Linked DNA regions of Mus musculus: all the other regions are linked to region 4. A link is a contact called in public HiChIP or PLAC-seq data. All regions are on one chromosome and are shown on one strand. Each heading gives the region's core, a stretch centred on a gene start, on an enhancer-like site or on the middle of the called end of the contact. The rest is flanking DNA. Distances are from core to core; before and after follow the strand shown.

Region 1 (2,700 bases), core at 82-2,581, 480 kb before region 4:
TTGTGGAGTGGTAGGGGAGCAGAGGGATAGCTCGCTGGGTGTAGGCAAAGCCTGATGACCTGAGCGTCACCCCATGGTGGAAGAGGGACCTCGGGAAGGTCTCTAGAGCGGGGCGTGTTTTACTTTGGAAGGAGCCGACTTTCAGTTGCTTTGTTTCAGTCTCGAGCCTCCCTTGGATCTTGGTGTTCTCTAGTGTCTGAGATGGGGTTTCAGGTCTGTCTGCATATGCGGGGTCCATCCCTCACATCCCCACAATTCTCAACCTGGACCTGTGAAGGGCCAGGAGGTGGCCCAGGACTTTGTCACTGTCTTGGGAAGGAAGTGGGCTGTCAGCTGGCCGAGTCCAGGTTTCTCAGGAAGTGACTGTGACCTATACAAAGAAAGCATCCCTTACACTTGGCCAGTCTATCGACGTGCATGTCTACATTTTCAAAAATGGTATCTATGACGGGGAGAGGGAGATGCACGTGTGTGCTACAGCGGGAGTGTGGGTCAGAGGTCAAGTTTGTTAGGAACCGGTGTGTTCTTCCGTTTTACCATTATCTGGGGGCCAGAGTGGAGCTGCAGGTTACCAGGGTTGCATCGCAACTGCTGTGCTCAGTGAACCATCTTCCTGGCCTCGTTTCTTTCTATCTTTTTTTTTTTTTTTTTTAAAGAAATGTGCAAACTGCTGACCTGGGCATCTTGGAAAGCCCTAGACCAGGAACTCTGCAAGTGTGCATGTCACTGAGAGGCCCAGGACAGCGTCCGTGGCACTGAGATGCAGAAGGCCTTTGGTCCCGTCTCTCTTCTGCATCCGCATCTATACTTGAGCGAGTCAAAGGTCTAGCCTGGGGCAGAGGGCAGTCTGGGACATGCTCTTGGTTCATCCTTCCTTGCGACCTGGTGAACACTGGGGCCATCCTGTGACCCTGGGTCTTCTCTGTACCTGGTTACTTCTGCTCGTAGCCGATTCAGACATGCCTGCTTTTAGCTCCGGGGATGGACGGAACCGTGGTAGGCACGTGCTGGGCTGAGCTGAGCTGCGTCCCAGCCTGCAGTCTTGCTTCTCCTGGGTAAGACCCCACATCTTCAGCTCTTTACCCAGGCCTGATTTCATATTCTGTTAAATCACCCGGCTTTGTTCTGATGGCTTCCTGCTTGCCACAGGCACAATCACAAGGAAGCAGAACTCCCAGAGCAAGCGCGCATGTGTTCTAAAATAAGAGCAGATTCACTCCAAACACAGGAAAAGTCCCGAGTCTTTAATTAAGGGGCTAAATCCAACCCCACAAATGTTTCTTTCTGTGAGAGCTGATTGCTCCGGCTTGTGCGTCACCGCGTGAGTGTGGAGAGGCGTGTAGGTTTTCAATGAACGAGTGCAGACCCCCAAGCAGGTGGTGCTAGAGCTTAAAACACCACAGAAGAGACCCTCGTCCACCAAGCACAGACCTCAGCACGTCCGAGGATGATGGGTGGCCGAGGCACAGGAGGCAAGTGGCCCTCAGCCTTCGGGCTGCTGCTGCTCTGGGGGGTCGCAGCCTCCGCCCTTCCCCTGGAGAGTGGCCCTACTGGCCAGGACAGTGTGGTGAGTGCACCTGCTCAGTTTGTCTCTGTAATTCTGACCACTCAGTCCTGCATGATGTGTTCTGTGTTGTGGTGTGTGTGTGTCCCTAGGATTTTACAACGCCCCATTCAGACCCCTGGTCCCTGTTTGCCCTCAGTTCTCCTAGCCTGGGTCTGTCAGGGACTCCTCTCTGCTGGTGTCTGCTTTGGAGACAGGGATTGCTTCCAGCTGTCACAGCGCTCCACCGTCTTCTCTGCCGTGAGACCAGTCACACGGACTTCCAGAGCCTTAATTTATATACACAGCTATACTCTCACTCGCTCAAATAATTCCTGCCCTCTTGTTCTCCATGGTGTAAATTTTATAATTTCATCAAATGATTTACTTTCTCTTTTTTCCATTTTTGAAAAAGTTCCAAGAAAGAGTCCATAAAGTTGACCATTAAAAGTGGATTTTTCTTTGAGATCACCAGATGAGTTTCAGATGGGTCGTTTATCATCAGAGTACTCCTAGAAACTTCCTGAGGAGTTTGAAAGAAGGCCCAGACTTAGCGACTCAGTCTGTTCTGATTTCTGAACATCCAGGAGGATGTGTGGAGGTGGGAGAGCCTGTGGACCCAGGGCCTCTCAGCTGGCAGCCATTTTGACAGCTTTCCTAGTCTCAGAGCTGAGGACCTCAGCACAGATTATAAGGTAGAAGTTAAAGCACTTTATTTGTTTTCAAGATAAGGCCTCACTGTGTGTAGCCCAGGCTAGCCCAAGCTCACAGTACTCTATCTGCTGTTGCCTCCTGACTGCCGAGTCCAAAGGTCTCTGCTACCATGCTTGAAAAAAATCAGCATTTTTATTTATTTATTTATTTATTATTATTGGACTGGTCTGTTTTTCTCCACTGAGCAGTTTCTCTAGAGTCCGTCTCACTCTGACTTTGAGGGAGTGTGGTTTGTTAAGGAACAGTTTGCTCTCTGTGGGGGGTGGGGGTGGGGGGGCATATCCGAAGGCTGAGTGAGTCCCAGTGAGTGAGTGGTGAGTGGTTGCTTTTCTCTCCTTTGTTATCTGCTTCTCTAAAACACAGCAGGAAGCCACCGAGGGGAGGAGCGGCCTTCTGACTTTCCTTGCCTGGTGGCACGAGTGGGCTTCCCAAGCCAGCTCCAG
Region 2 (2,700 bases), core at 86-2,585, 490 kb after region 4:
TGGATGATGTTGAAGCCAGGCACCGACTGAGAGTGAGGACTTGGGAGTAGGAGGGAAGACTGGCCACCTCTGTTCCCTCACCTCCTCCCCTAAAGAGTGAACACTCCGAGCTGAGCATAGTTAGTGAGGAAGGGATAAGAGTCAAGGCAGGCAGGTCTGACTCAGCAAGCAGCCCCCTACAGGCCCAGCAGGGAGCCGGAGGGCAGAAGGGGTGGGGTCTTTGGTGCCAGAAAAGATGACTGGGCAATCCTTGAGGACCCAGAGCTTCTGCCAAAAGCAGCCTTCCTCACCCCTAGCCTGGTTCCCACGGAACAGCCCCGCTACTCCAATACAAGACGGCCCCTCCAGAGAAGGGAGTCCCTCAGGAAGCTAGGATGGAGGCAGGATAAAGTTTGTAAACCCTAGGACCCCGCGGGGACTCCGGAGGCTCAAGAGGCAGGGAGGGCAGCGCTAGCAAATGGAAGAAGTTCATGGAAGCAAAAGCTTGCAAGAACCCGGCTCTCAAACCCCAGGAAGTCTGGAGCCTGAGATGCCAGAGTCCTCCGATGCCATTTTGGAGACCCAGGCGTCCTCCTCCCTCCACACCACGACACCAGGCAGAAACCTGCTCCCTAGACTATCTCTAGGGTTTTCCTGGCGCGAAAGTTTGAGCGCCTTCTGCGGCGCTGGTCCGCCCTGTCTCCCGAGTCTGTATCTAGCGGGGCCAGCAGCGGATACCTGGATCACCATCTCCATCCATCGCTGCGGTGCTGTCAAGAGAGAAGAGCCTGAGCGCTGCGGGTGGCGAGTCCTGGAGCTGCCCGCGTCAGCCGGGCCCGCGCCGCCGCGCCTCTTAAAGGCCCCGTGCGCCCCGCCTCTGGCCCCCGGCTAAGGGCTGGGAGTCCTGTACCCCCCCACCCCCACCCCCCGCCCCGTAACCCAAGGTGCGGCTTCCGGGAGGAGCCTGGGACTGGAGAGGGGCAGGGACAGCTACAGAATGGGTGGGCTTCTAGTGTGCCTGGAGGATGACTGCAGGAGGACATATGGAGTCGGACTACTGGGGAGTAGAGGGTGCTGGCGCCGAGCCCAGTGGAGTTGGGGGTATCGGAGCTTTCCTCCTCCCCAACCCCCCAGGTAATTTTCCTACGCTGTGATGGGGGCGAATCCGGGGAGTGCGCGGGTGAGGCGGGGCCTGAAGGAATGGTGGGCGGGGCCTTGAGGGCAGTGGGCGGGGCCGCATCGTGAACCAACTCTGGCAGAAAGGCGCAGTTCCAGTACCCAGCGTTGTGGGGCAGCCGGACTAAAAGCTGGTGACGGAGAAAATGGGGTGGGGCGTGGGGCGTGGTCTGACAAACAGTGGGCGGGTCGCACCCCGGGCCTCCATTGGTCCGTAAGGCTCATCCCCAGGATCCAAGGGTATGGCGCAGCGCGACCAAAAGTAGTTGACAAGGAGAATGGGGAGGGAGAGGGGCCAGTGTTGTGGGATGGGGATGGGGCGGGGTCTGATGAGTAGTAGGCGGGGCTGTGTCTTGGGTGCTGTTCTCCAACGTAACCCGGCTAAGAGCAGGTGACAGAAGGAGGGGAGCAGTGAGCGCCCCAGCAAGGAGACGTTTGGCGGGCAGTAGGCAGGTCTGCCTTCCGGGCCACGCAGGCTCGGGCTGTACAGCCCCACGGCCTGGCAGGATCGCTCAGCGCGACGGATCGCAGGTGACTGCGGGAGGGGGAGCGCCCAGTTCGGGGACTGAGGCACAGTGGGCAGAGACCTAGAGGGGAGGGGGGGGGCGCGCGCGCTCTGCGATCATGAGGGCCTAGCGCCTTTAAGGCCCAGGCCTCAGGCTTTCTCCCCTCCCCTCCCCCCACTGTACTGTGAGGCTTCGAAGAACTGGGCTATGGACGCCATCGGTGCTCAGAGATCTGAATCTGGTCTTGAGCAAGGTAGCCCGTTTTAGAGCCAAGCATAAATGGGAGACTGCAGGGGGCCGGGGCGGGTGGGGGGGGTGCGGGAGGGAGATAGGAAGGCTCTTTTCCACTCGTACATCTTTCCTCAGGCTCAGGTAAACGGGTCATATTCTCTGAGATCTTAAGAACGTCACTGAGCCCTTTGTACTCCGTGACCGGTCCTGAGGGCCAGTGATAACCCCCGATCATCATCTCTGTCCCTTTCCCCGTGTGGGGGATGGGGAGGAAATGAAGAGTGGCAAGCTGGAGGGCTCACAAGGCCTCCCATTGTTACCCTCCTCTTAAAAGACTGCTGGCCTATTGAAAATGGCTGGCTCTACCTTCAGTGAGAGCCGGAGCTGCCTCCCCTCCTCTCCTGTTTGTGTGACCTTGGGAAGGTCCCTGGGCGTCCTTAGAGGCTGTTCTTAGGTGCCCGGGTTGGGGGAAATCAGATCTCATGGTTTATTAAGCAACTCCCCGGCCCATGCACCTTGAGCTTCTAGTGACCCAGGAGGGAACTACCATGCCCCAGCCCCTCGTCCCGTTTACTGTGGAAACAGAAGGTCAGAACAGCACAGCAACTCTGTGGCCCCCCGCAGAGTTGGGAATCTCTCTATCCCTGGGTGCTGGGATTGCCACTCGCCAGGGAGAAGGCTCGGTGTATAGCACGGCTCTCCAATACCCACAGGAGCTGGCTAGGAGACGCCACCATGGCAGTAGGCAACATCAACGAGCTGCCAGAGAACATCCTGCTGGAACTGTTCATCCACATCCCAGCTCGCC
Region 3 (2,700 bases), core at 155-2,654, 400 kb before region 4:
AATTCCTATGTTGTACTCTGGTTTGAAAATCCTCGAGCCGGCCAGCATTCTCTGCCGTGAACCACACTCTGCGTGCAGAGTCACACTGCTGCTTTACTCTGCAGAGGGCCAGGAAGTGCTCTAGAGCGACAGCAGGAGTCAGGACTTGGTTGTCTGGTGTCGGCCACAGGTCTGCTGCTTGGTGGAGCTGCAGGTGATCTTTAGCTGTCCAAATCTGCCATTTCTAACTTTTGCTATCTTTAATTAACTAATTAATTTTCTTTAACATGTATGAGTGTTTTGTCTGCATGTTTGTCTATGTACTACTTGTGTGCCTGGTGCCTGCAGATGCCAAAAGAGGGTTGGATCCCCCAGGAATTGGAGTTATAGACAGTTGTGAGCCTATCTATGAGTGCTGGGAATGGAATCCAGTCCTCTTAACTGCTGAGCCATCCATCCATCTCTCTAGCCCCAGATTCTTGGAACTTAAGCTATTTGTAGGCTGTGGCAGCTCCTTTCTGTATTCAAACCTTAGTTGTCGATGCTTTAGTCCCTTTCCCCCTTAGCTATCTGTCCGAGGTACCAGTTAATGACTCCTCAGAAGGTTTTAGCTTATACAGATATTTCAGCACACTCCTGCAGTCTCAGCATCTTGGCAGGCCGAGGCAGGAGGCTATGAATTCTGAGCCTGCCAGTGCATGTAATGGAGACAACATTTCCCGATGCCGACATTCTCTCCCGTGGAACACACAAGCCCATCTTGCCCTGTGATCAGCAGGTGTCAAGCCCTCCAGAGGGAGTGCTTCACATGCCACCTGGTAGTCATTTATTTTGTGTCCAGCCCCAGTGATGACTTAATCCTTAAGGTTGCCACTTTCAGGGACACAACCTTTCTTTGTTCCTGTCACAGCTTAGTCATGCATGACAAGAGAGAACTTGGCCCAGACTTGAGAAGTGGGAGCTGCAGTAGTTCTCTATGAGCCAAGCTCTTGAGCTCCTGAGCGGAGCAGTAATTGGGAAAGCATAACATTTAGCGAGCAGCAGAGAGAAGGAACCCAGGTATCATCAGGAAGGTCCTGGGGCCGGCCTGCTGCATAGCTTTAGTGCTGGTCTCCAGCTCGCCGCTCTCCTTAGGAGCATCAGCACCGTGGACACTGAGTCATTACATTCCTTTGCAGTGATTCAACTCAGCAGCTTGACACCTTCATTAATTTTACAACACAAAGCCTGGGTGTTTTCTGCTTCCTCTTTAGCAGTGCAGGGAGTTAGAGGGGCTGCGGACAAGAGCAGCAAGGAGCTATGGAGAGATGCTGCTCTGGGCTTTGAGTGCCTTGCTCTTGTTGGTGCTTCCCGGGATCAAGTCTCCGACTCTTGCTACCACTCAGTTCTGGCGCGTAAACCTTTTATTTCTGTTCCTGGCATGCTAGCTCACCGACCTCCGGCTCAGAGCCAGCTCGTTTGCCTTCTCTGCTGAGGTCACTGCTACCGTGATCCGTGTATAATGGCATTTCCCTCCTCTTTTCAGTATGGAGGCTATTACAGTTTCCTCTCTAAACAGGACTTCAAACAATCCGCTGCCAGTCGGATTTCAAAGCCAAGGAAAAGGCAAATGTCATCCTTTTTTTCTCCCCTCTTTGGGTAACTGCTTTGTTGGCTGCATCAGAAATTAGAGGGGTTGCTGTGGAAATTCAGGTGGGGATGTGTGGGGACAAGGCATTTAAATTTGCTTTTCTTTCTGCCTAAAGGAGAAAATCCTTTTCCTTCTCAACCTTTCCTAAAAAGGAACTTTGATCTTCTCAGCCCAGAGGCCGGGGTTTTCATTTCCTCTATAGCCGGCTGGCGTGTTCCGCTCCTTCTGCAGTGAGGGCACTCAGTGGTGTGCAGCATCTGCAGCCCTGCCCCGCGGCTCGCCTGCCCCAGGCTCCAGCTGCCTCTGTGCAGTAAGTTGGCCCAGAGTCCTCTGCTGAGCAGGAAAATCTCTCCCAAGTCACCTGGTCCCTGAGACCACTGTCACTTGGTACTAAGTAGTGTGGGTGGTTTAAGATAGTTTACCGCCACATTCCTCTCTGGAAGAACTATTCCCATAAAACAACAAAACACTGGCATGTGACGGGGAGTCACTCTCGCAGTATTTTTAACTAGGGCCAAGGGGGGGGAAAATGTGAATGACAGAGAGATTTCACTTTGAAAGGTAGTTTTTGCACATGCAAAGTTGCCACTTTTCATAGAGGCTTTTACTTCATTTATCAATGTTTTAAGAGAGGCTGGGGTCAATAATGCATGCTTTAGACTCCCCTAAATACAGATTTACACAATAGCCCCTAAAATATATTATGTTGAATCACGTCAACTCCTCTCTGCTGCTGTTGCTGCTGCTGCTGCTTCTTTTTTTTTGTTTTTTGTTTTTTTGTTTTTTTTTTGTTGTTTTTTTGTTTTTGTTTTTCGAGACAATGTGTCTCTGTGTAGCCCTGGCTGTCCTGGAACTCACTCTGTAGACCAGGCTGGCCTCGAACTCAGAAATCTGTCTGCCTCCCAAGTGCTGGGATTAAAGGCATGTGCCACCACGCCCAGCTTTCCTCTGTGCTTCTACAGAGGTGTTTTATTCTTTAATGTGAAAAACAAAAGGAGCAAGGAAAAGAAAACAAAGGAAATTAGGGCTCACATGCATACATAATCACTACAGGGCTGGAACCCATCTCAGCAATAGGAAGGGCACAGTGA
Region 4 (2,700 bases), core at 41-2,540:
TGTTGCTATACAGATGGTGTGAGCATCATGTGGTTGCTGGGAATAGAACTCTGGACCTCTGCTCGCTCCGGGCCCCACTCATTCCAGCCCAAAGATTTATTTATTTATTATGTAAGTACACTGTAGCTGTGTACACAGATGGCTCACAACCATCCGTAATAAGATCTGATGCCCTCTTCTGGTGTGTCTGAAGACAGCTACAGTGTGCGTAGATATAATAATAAATAAATCTTTTTTTTTTTAAAAAAGGAGGGAGTTGGGTGGAGGATCACAACACAGGGCTTGAACCAGAATAAACGTTCAGCAAACATGTGCTACTCTTGTTGTATCTTTTGTGTGGTGAGTGACTGACAATGGAGACCCCAGGACTCAACTGGTTTGAGGAAGTCTGGGCTCTACTAGTCTTTGCCAGGAGATTGATGATAAGTCCCTCACTCCTCTGCACTCTAATGTAAAAATGAGTTAGTGATCCTGGTGCAGTGGTGCACACCTTTAATCCCAGCACTTGAGAGTCAAGAGGCCAGGAGATTTCTTCAAGTTCAAAGCTAGCCTGTCTATATAACAAGTTCCAGGCCAGACAAAGCTGTATATTGAGACCCTGTACCAAAAAACAAAACAAGCTAGGCAGTGGCACACACCTTTGATCCCAGTACTCAGAAGGCAGAGGTAGGCAGATCTCTGAGGCCAGCCTGGTCTGCATCAGAGAGAGTTCCAAAAGGACAGCAGGGGCAACAGAGAAACCTTGTCTTGAAAAAAGCAAAAATCAAACAACAAAGGTCTGGCAATGGTGGCGCACACCTTTAATCCCAGCACTCAGGAGGCAGAGGCAGGCGGATTTCTGAGTTCAAGGCCAGCGTGATCTACATAGTGAGCCCAGGACAGCCAGGGCTACACAGAGAAACCGTGTCTCAAAACAAACAAACAAACAGCAAAGGTGAAAACAACAAACTGTGTTGCCGCCAAGTCTCCCTGCCAGGCCTGGTGCAGAGCCTGTGCCAGATACTTCAAAACAAGTGCTGCCATCCATGTGAGGAAGCCTGGTCCTGCCTCTGGCACCAGCTGCCCTGAGAATCCCAGCACTTGGGCGGCCATCCAGGCCGGTGTGCTGGCTACAGATGCCTTCTGCCTTCCATGTAAGCATGGCAAGTTGTCCGTCTGAGGAGAGGGGACCGCCCAAAGCCTGTTGTGAACCAGAAAAGCTTGATTGATTTACCTGTCAGAGCTCCATGCGCTGGGCGAGGCCTGTCCTTGTTTGACCTGACAGGGAGGATCCATGGGAACACAGCAGGCTGAATGCAAGCCAGACAGATGGCCCTGCAAGGAAGAGCGAAGGGCATGGAGCAGGTGCCCAGCCCAGCAGGGCTGCCTCGGCTGTCTTCATACAGCCGGGCAATTATATCTCATTTTTGGTTCTGTTTTCTTTTCATTTTTTCTTGCTTTTATTGTTGTTGTGTTGTGTTGTGTTTTAAGACAGTGTGCTAATCTTAACCTCGCTATACAGCCCAGGCTAGCCTCTAACTTGGAATCCCTCCTGCCTTTGCCTACCAAATACCCAGATTACAGGTGCGCAGCATCTCCATTACAGCTCATCTAGTCAATTATATTTATGTATATATGGATTTTATTATTTTTTTATTTTTGCTCTGCTACGGGGTCAAATCCAGGGCATCAGAATGCTAAGCAAGCACTCTACCGCTGAATTACACCCTAGCCCCAGAGATATATTGTTTGCATGCCTACCATGGGCAGTAGCCAAGACTTGGACCAAGCAGCAAAGACAAAGAAAGAAATGAATAGTGGAATCTTCCATAGCAAGCAAGCACCAAAGAAGAAACAGGGATGAGAGGCAGGGACGGGAACTGGGGATGCTGAGGGAGGATACTTCCCAGGACATCAATGTAAAAAAAGGGTTTCCGAAAAGGCAACATTGTGATACAGATTTTACAATGAATCCACGTTAAGGATTAAGTCATTATTGATGAGGGAGCCCTGCAGATTTACAGCCAGTTTAAAGGAGAGAGAGAAAAAAGAAAAGAAAAAAGGAGGAGGAGGAGAACAAGAAGAAGAGGAGGAAGAGGAAGAGGAAGAGGAGGAAGAGGAGGAGGAGGAAGAGGAAGAGGAGGAGGAGGAGGAGGAGGAAGAGGAAGAAGAAGAAGAAGAAGAAGAAGAAGAAGAAGAAGAAGAAGAAGAAGAAGAAGAAGAAGAAGAAGAAGAAGAAGAAGAAGGTGGTTTTGTTCTAGAATCCAGGATGTTGGGATGAATTTGCTGACAGACTGACAGACTGACAGACTGACAGACAGACAGACTGCCACAAAGGGAGGCAGAAGTTCTGAATGAACATCCCTGTCACACACACCAACCCTTTGACAAGAATCCTTCCCACACCTCAGGGTTCTCCACAGCTTAAAGAACCACACAGTGTTAGACAGACGACTCCATCATTAAGTACACGATATTCGGGGAAAGCCAGCCTAGGTGAAGTGCACCCCTAATCCCTGCACCGGGGAAGCAGAGTCATGTGGTTCCTAGGGGCTCCCTGGCTAGCTCATCTGTCTGGATTGGTGAGCTTTAGGCTCAGTGAGAGAGCCTGTCTAAAAAAAAAAAAAAGTAAGATGGAGCCAGCACGGTGGTCACATCTTCAATCACATAGCTGGGATTCAGAAGCAGGTGGACCTCTGTGAGTTCAAGACCAGCCTGGTC

Evidence for each region. HiChIP or PLAC-seq counts read pairs in DNA pulled down with a chosen protein or histone mark.
Region 1: an H3K27ac HiChIP or PLAC-seq map of embryonic stem cells shows a contact between it and region 4, with 4 times the contacts expected there. The contact joins the promoter of Cort here to the enhancer-like site in region 4. A contact is called at or near these places in 10 of 39 promoter capture datasets (the 3T3-L1 cell line, cranial neural crest, embryonic stem cells and 5 more), 1 of 484 Hi-C or Micro-C datasets (embryonic stem cells), 6 of 115 datasets of contacts at active chromatin or transcription factors (embryonic basal ganglia, embryonic stem cells and large pre-B cells) and 4 of 9 other capture datasets (adipose tissue, embryonic stem cells, liver and 1 more).
Region 2: a contact with region 4 is called in an H3K27ac HiChIP or PLAC-seq map of embryonic stem cells, with 6 read pairs. The contact joins the promoter of Fbxo44 here to the enhancer-like site in region 4. A contact is called at or near these places in 2 of 39 promoter capture datasets (the HPC-7 cell line and pre-B cells) and 1 of 115 datasets of contacts at active chromatin or transcription factors (embryonic stem cells).
Region 3: a contact with region 4 is called in an H3K27ac HiChIP or PLAC-seq map of embryonic stem cells, with 7 read pairs. The contact joins two enhancer-like sites. A contact is called at or near these places in 7 of 39 promoter capture datasets (the 3T3-L1 cell line, cranial neural crest, frontonasal cranial neural crest and 4 more), 1 of 484 Hi-C or Micro-C datasets (nephron progenitors), 12 of 115 datasets of contacts at active chromatin or transcription factors (differentiating embryonic stem cells, embryonic basal ganglia, embryonic hindbrain and 3 more) and 1 of 9 other capture datasets (macrophages).

What each region holds. Positions count from the first base shown.
Region 1 is chr4:149,125,394-149,128,093 of GRCm38.p6, reverse strand. Cort (cortistatin) reads left to right here and starts at 1,331. Exons shown (of 2, transcript NM_007745.4): 1 at 1,331-1,567; 2 at 2,621-2,700. The coding sequence starts at 1,448.
Region 2 is chr4:148,158,729-148,161,428 of GRCm38.p6, reverse strand. It overlaps Fbxo44 (F-box protein 44), which reads left to right and starts at 1,335. Exons shown (of 6, transcript NM_173401.5): 1 at 1,335-1,686; 2 at 2,606-2,700. The coding sequence starts at 2,628. Fbxo2 (F-box protein 2) reads right to left here and starts at 761. Exons shown (of 6, transcript NM_176848.1): 1 at 718-761. The coding sequence starts at 739.
Region 3 is chr4:149,048,180-149,050,879 of GRCm38.p6, reverse strand. All of the region lies in intron 2 of Pex14 (peroxisomal biogenesis factor 14), which reads left to right. Among named protein-coding and RNA genes, the nearest start is that of Gm42351, 39 kb to the right of the region's middle. Within about 2 kb of position 1,404, at least 195 of the 459 cell types and tissues checked have an H3K27ac peak or open chromatin away from gene starts, as enhancers often do. A contact at or near this core is called in embryonic stem cells, where this site is marked.
Region 4 is chr4:148,649,756-148,652,455 of GRCm38.p6, reverse strand. Gm572 (predicted gene 572) reads right to left here. Exons shown (of 12, transcript NM_001368835.1): 2 at 1,214-1,314. Among named protein-coding and RNA genes, the nearest start is that of Gm572, 7.8 kb to the right of the region's middle. Within about 2 kb of position 1,290, at least 25 of the 459 cell types and tissues checked have an H3K27ac peak or open chromatin away from gene starts, as enhancers often do. A contact at or near this core is called in embryonic stem cells and pancreatic islet, where this site is marked.